Regions from separate parts of the Sus scrofa genome. Here region 1 is linked to region 2. Evidence: chromatin contacts called from public HiChIP or PLAC-seq data. All regions are on one chromosome and are shown on one strand. The core of a region is the stretch at or near the end of the contact, and the rest is flanking DNA. Distances in the headings are between cores, read along the strand shown.

The links. HiChIP or PLAC-seq counts read pairs in DNA pulled down with a chosen protein or histone mark.
Region 1: a contact with region 2 is called in an H3K27ac HiChIP or PLAC-seq map of alveolar macrophages. The contact joins two enhancer-like sites. A contact is called at or near these places in 24 of 47 Hi-C or Micro-C datasets (adipose tissue, alveolar macrophages, blood and 14 more) and 2 of 2 datasets of contacts at active chromatin or transcription factors (alveolar macrophages and skeletal muscle).

What each region holds. Positions count from the first base shown.
Region 1 is chr13:201,968,102-201,971,279 of Sscrofa11.1, reverse strand. No RefSeq gene overlaps it. Among named protein-coding and RNA genes, the nearest start is that of KCNJ15, 76 kb to the right of the region's middle. Within about 2 kb of position 1,294, at least 11 of the 83 cell types and tissues checked have an H3K27ac peak or open chromatin away from gene starts, as enhancers often do. A contact at or near this core is called in adipose tissue, alveolar macrophages and retroperitoneal adipose tissue, where this site is marked.
Region 2 is chr13:201,859,657-201,862,535 of Sscrofa11.1, reverse strand. No RefSeq gene overlaps it. Among named protein-coding and RNA genes, the nearest start is that of KCNJ15, 33 kb to the left of the region's middle. Within about 2 kb of position 1,580, at least 6 of the 83 cell types and tissues checked have an H3K27ac peak or open chromatin away from gene starts, as enhancers often do. A contact at or near this core is called in adipose tissue, alveolar macrophages and retroperitoneal adipose tissue, where this site is marked.

The DNA of each region.
Region 1 (3,178 bases), core at 45-2,544, 110 kb before region 2:
AATTTGAGAAGATGGTTGTGGAAGGGATTCCTTGCCAGCTTAGGAATTCCTGGGCTGACTCTCTCCCTATATTTCTTTTTTTATATAATAATTTTTATTTTTTCCATTATAGCTGGTTTACAGTGTTCTGTCAATTTTCTACTGTACAGCAAGGTGACCCAGTTACACATACATGTATACATTCTTTTTTCTCACACTTTCATGCTCCATCATAAGTGACTAGACAGAGTTCCCAGTGCTATAGAGCGGGATCTCATTTCTTTTCCATTCCAAAGGCAGTAGTTTGCACCTCTCCCTATATTTCTGATCACTTGGGATCCACTGGGGAAGTAAGATAATAGAAGAGTTCCAACCCATGTCCTCCAAGAGGGTGAGAGAGCGTGAGGCTGGTAATGAGGAATGTATTTGGAGCACGACCTTGGTAATAAGGAGCTGAAGTTTTCTGCTAGGGTGAAAACCTGACAACACTTGCTCTTGCAGATATTCTGAGGCTGGCCTGCCAGGTGGGGTCAGTTCAGGGAGAGAAACTGAGGATGAGAACAACTTTATCCTTTCATGACCCTGGCAGAAATGATCTCACTGGATAGAGTGTGGAATTTCCTAAGCCTTCTGGTCGACCTGGCTGTGGTTGGCAAAGGGTATCCTACTAGAAGCATTGGAGACTGAGTGCCTGGGATGAAAGGTCATACAAGTGAGCTGGATTGAAAGGACCTTCATGCCTGCTGGGGTGGTGATAAAGTCCTGCCAAGAAATCTTTGCAAACTCTGCAGAGGTAGAGCCAAAGGGGTGATAATAGATGATTTCCTGTGTTCAGTGGAGTAAAAGCTTGATAAATTCCCTTTCAAATCAGAGGGATTGTTCATCCCACCAATATGGGCTTAGCACTTCTTAAGTGTCAACAGTGTTCTATGCATCAGGGATAAACGATGGAATAAGACAGAGACGTTCCTGCCCTCAATGAGTTAACGTGTTCCCTCTTGAAGCAACGCGGCAGGAGTTAACTGAGGATGTGACTGCAACAGATGGTGGTGTGTGTTCTTCTGGAGCCCTTCCAGCTTCATGCCTTTTGGTGGAGAACATACTGGATCTGAGTGCGAGATGTCTCATGCTTAACTATTTGTAGAACCTGAAATCAAGATACAAGGGTGAAGACTCAACATCGAAAGTGTCCATTGAAGTCTCCAGACCTCCCCAAGGATGGAACACTTGGCTTTGCTCTATCAGGAGGATCTTGGTCACCCAGGGATGCCTCGGACTCCACTGGGAGTGTGTCTGGAGCCGTAGTCACTGGGGATGACATCATGTCTCTGTTTTCTCCTGGGCTTGTTGCCTTTGGCCTTCGTCTAGGCTCTGCCCACATGTATCCTCTGGCTGAAATTCCGATGATCACATGAGGAACATTTCATCAGAGGCAAAGACAGGGTTGTTGGTTCGGTAGCAGAGCAGGCTGATGACCTACTGGCAAGGATGCTGGCTGTGACTCAAAGGCACCAGAAATGGGCAAGGAAAACCCTCTTTTGTGAAAACAGATAGGGTCCTTGGGGAAAAAGAATGGAGACTTGCGGTGGGGAATCTGCAGCTCTGGGCAAAAATAGACCTGGAAGGAAAATGAAGGCGTGTAATTGCCAGGAACCAGGTCTTCTGGGAACTGCTGGGGAAAGGGCCAGCCACCTGGCCAGGAAGCCAAGGACACTGCAGCCTCTGGGCTTCAAGGTTGTGTAGGCTGGGCAAGAAGGTGTGTAGTCACAGGAACTGGGTTCCATCCCCCTCCCCCAAAGAGGACAAGTTATCTGACAGCCCTGTACGATCCTCTAAGGATAACAGATCAAGATATTGGAATCTGGGGGTCTATCCTGAACATCTATGTGCTGTTTGGGGGGAGGTGATACTTCTTTTCCAGCCCATTGGGAGGGGTGTCGGTTACATCCTTTGACCTCCAGTTTGCCTTACTCATTTCTTGATTTACTAAATGCTTGAGAAATGTATGAGTGGTATCATTTTTCTCTCTCCTCTCTCTCTCTTTTTTTTTTTTTTTTGTCTTTTTTCTAGGGCTGCTCCCATGGCACATGGAGATTCCCAGGCTAGGGGTCTAATTGGAGCTGTAGCTGCTGGCCTATGCCAGAGCCACAGCTACACAGGATCTGAGCTGCGTCTGCAACCTACACCACAGCTCACAGCAATGCCGGATCCTTAACTCACTGAACAAGACTAGGGATCGAACCCACAACCTCATGGTTCCTAGTCGGATTCATTAACCACTGAGCCATGATGGGAACTCCCATTTTTTCTCTTGATAGTCACACTTCATATCATTCACATGCACCTTAAAAGAATGATGTGCCCCATGTTCTTTACCCGTTCATCATTGTATGTGTCTGTATATGTGTATAAATATATACATATACATATATATGTGATGGAAAACTACTCAGCCATAAAAAAGAATGAAATAAGGCCACTTGCAACAATATGGATCATCTAGAGATTCTCATCCTAAGTGAAGTAAGTCAGACAGAGAAAGACAAATACCATATGATATCATTTATATGTGAAATCTAAAATGTGACACAGATGAACCTAAGTTGGGCTGCTGTGGTGTAAGAAGTGCCCCAGGGAACCAGGAGCTTCTGTGATGGAGAAAGAGCAGATATGGTGGTGAAGAGGACAGGAAATCTCCAGCTACAGGGGCAGCTGTTCCTCACCTTCACAGAGCCACAAGGAACCTTGAGGCTGTCAGGTCCTAACTGGCAAACATGAATGTGAACTTTCTCAAAAAAATTTTTTTTTTCTTTTTACAGCCATACCTGTGGCATGTGGAGGTTCCTGAGCTAAGATTTGAATCAGACCTACAGCTGAAGCCTATGTCACAGCCACAGCAACCCTAGATCCAAGCCGCTTCTGCACCCTACACTGTAGCTTGCCGCAATACTGGATCCTTAACTCATTAAAGGAGGCCAGGGATCGAACCTGCATCATCACAGAGACTCTGTTGGATTCTTAACCCACTGAGCCACAATGGGAACTAACTTTCTCAATTTTAAATGTTGGTTTAAAACACTGTAAGAAAACACATGCCTGCCACAACTGGAGCAAGACAGAGGGTCTTAACTGGCCCCCTCATTCTTAGAGACCCATAGGTAACTTCAGATTTCTGGAAATCTCCAAAGGACAGACATTC
Region 2 (2,879 bases), core at 331-2,830:
CATGATCTGTGGGGTAAGTCGCACATGCAGCTCGGATCCTGTGTTGCTGTGGCTGTGGCCTCGGCTGGAACCATAGCCTGGGAATTTCCATATGGCCTGGGTGTGGCCCTAAAAAGAAAAAAAAAAAAAAAAAAGAAAAGGGAACTTTCCACTGGTTAGGGCCTGCATGACGCCTCTTTTTAACTACCATACTTCGTATTGTGACTTTAGCGAGTGTCCACTAAAATACTAAATTTTCTTGCCACAGATTTAATAGAGTCCTCCTAAATTAGATCATATTTAAGGAAGTAAAAATGCTTCTATCTTTTACTAATATTGGATGGGTAATAGAATGAATACTATTAATCCTTATACAAAGTAAGAATAAAACAGCAGGAGTCTATGGGGGTTTCATTAAAAATGGTTCACTTGAATTTAAGCGTTTCGGCCACTTCCCCATTGAACCTCTCAATCTGAATTCAAGGAGTTTGACAAAAACGCCAGTGACTGAGTGGAAAACATGAGTGGATTTCCAAGGACAGCAAGAAGGGGTGTGGTTTATTCTACTACTATTTAATACAAACACTAAAAAATGAATGAGGTAACTATCCTGAAGCCCCAGGAGAGAGCAGACACAGAACTGTGAGTCCGGGGGTGGGGGGCAGGAGTGGGGGGGAATGAGGAAAATGTGACACATGTGACAAGAAGGTGTTGAGTCAGTCACTGAGAAGAGGAACTGAATTGCTTTCTCTTACAAAGACTTCCAGTAATAAAAAAATTAAATGAACAAACAAACCCCAAACAACAAAGAAAACCACCATCTAGTGTAACGGGAAGGCATCTGGTTTTGCACACAGACTCATGAACACTGCAGTGCCCTCTGCACAGGAACCCTCATTGTCACAGACTCGTGCCTTACTGTGAAACCTGCAAGTCTCACATTGGCCAACTTTCCCTGCACAGCAAAGTGGTCTTTCCAGGACGGAGCTTGCACGCTGAGGAACCCCCCTGCCATGTCCAACGCACTATATAGAAAGGACAACAGGACGGAGTGGGTGGGAGGTGGTCCGAGGGTTTGCATGCTGCCTTCCCACGCTGCCCCAGGCGCCCCAGATCGGCCCCAACCACAGCTGGCATTTTTCAGCGCCTCTGTTTTCTGGTGCTTTCTAGCCCCACCCAATGCTTATTTTTGTTTTCCAGTTGATGCCATGCAGCATGTCAGATGCCAACAAAGTCACCTTCCGGTCCTGCCTTTTCCATGCGCCCTGATCTGAATATTTTGCTTCATCCTTTCCCCTCTTCTTATGATTAAATCCTACACTGGGTTTTTTCTACCTGAAGTTCTGCTGGATCTCCCTTGCTGAGCCTCTAATTGCACAAGTCCAGATGACCCTGGCCAGATGGGAAGGTGATGGAGAAGCCTCTGGCCCCCCAGCTGCCTGTTGTGAGAAGCTGATGCTCTCACACTTATCACTGAGACTGGCCCATGGTTGTTCCTCTGGGAACTCCCAGATTTAGTGTTCGGGGAAGGAGAGGGTGACGTAGGGTCCCTGTGGGTGATAGGCGTGTGCGCACATCCCTGGGTGTGTCTCTGTGACCACCTGTGCTGTGCGGGGTGGGATGAGGGCTTCCATGCATCTAAATTACAGCACCAGGGCTGAGGCCTTGACAGGCTCTTCTTCCCCAAAGAGCCCTAGGCTCACAAGGAATTTCTCTGTTGTCCTTGGGGCTGATGGGAATAGGGCAAGCCTTTGTCTTAGCTCAGCCCAGCACACTGGGGCATCGAGGGACAGGCCTCTCTTCCCCCAGGGCAGGGGTTGCCTGTTCAGGACACAGGCTTCCTCTTCTGAAGAGGAAAGTCCATGCTGAGGGCAGAGCAGACTGTGCATAATTTTGTTTGTTTTGTATTTGGGGGGGGGCGGGGGTTGAGGGGGGAGGATGGGTCATTTTTAATCAAGCTGGGGCAAAAGCAATGGTGTTTTACCCTCTGAGAAAGAAACACCTGATAAAAGTGGTCCATAAAATGCAGAATCTCCCCCCTCTTTGGATATTTCCCCCCTTTTTCCTCCCGCTCTGCTGTTGGGAAACCACTTTTTTTTTTTTTTTCCCTTTTGAGGAAGTTGAATGAAATAAAATAGAGTTGTGTTGGCATAAGATGTTTTCCTGTGTCGTTGGGGACAGATGAAGGTATATCAGCTTCCCTGACTGCGTCAAACTTAACACAACTCCAACCTCCATCAAAACTCTCCTTTTTTAGTCTCTTTTTTTCTTATGAATTTTTATTTTTTTAAGTTGTATTAAAGTATCGTTGATTTACAAGGTGGTGATCATTTTTGCTGTACAACAGAGTGATTCAGTCATATATGTACACATATCCAAACTCTCCTTGAAAAGATAAGTGAGTCATTCTTGTCTCTTTTCTGTTTCTGAAGACCCCTCCTTCCCCGGAGGCTGGCTACATGTGCGCCACCTGCTGGGTGCTAGTGGAACTGCCCCTGCAAACCACAGTATCATTATTCTGTGCCCAAGGCGTTCAAGAAATTAGAGGTCTCAGCATCCATGGACAATTTAAGAAACACAAATGTCTAATTCATCATTTAAGTATCTGAGCTATGAATTTTATTTTTAGAACTGTTTTTAAAAGGTTAGCTTCCATATTAACCCTCTAGCTCTTCTTTACGTTGAATCTAAGGAAATATTCTCTGAGGTCAGCTTGAGCAATAGCCTAGGGCAGGTCATAAACACTGGTCTTAAAATGTTAGGGTATGTGGCCAGTGTTGTGGTAGCCTGCATAACCTTAAAATTCTCAAGCCAGAAATATTTAGGCATACTGCATAACATTTAAAAGAAAAAAAAAAAAAAAAGCATTGTGCTTTCATGAGATGCCAGAAACGTGCAAC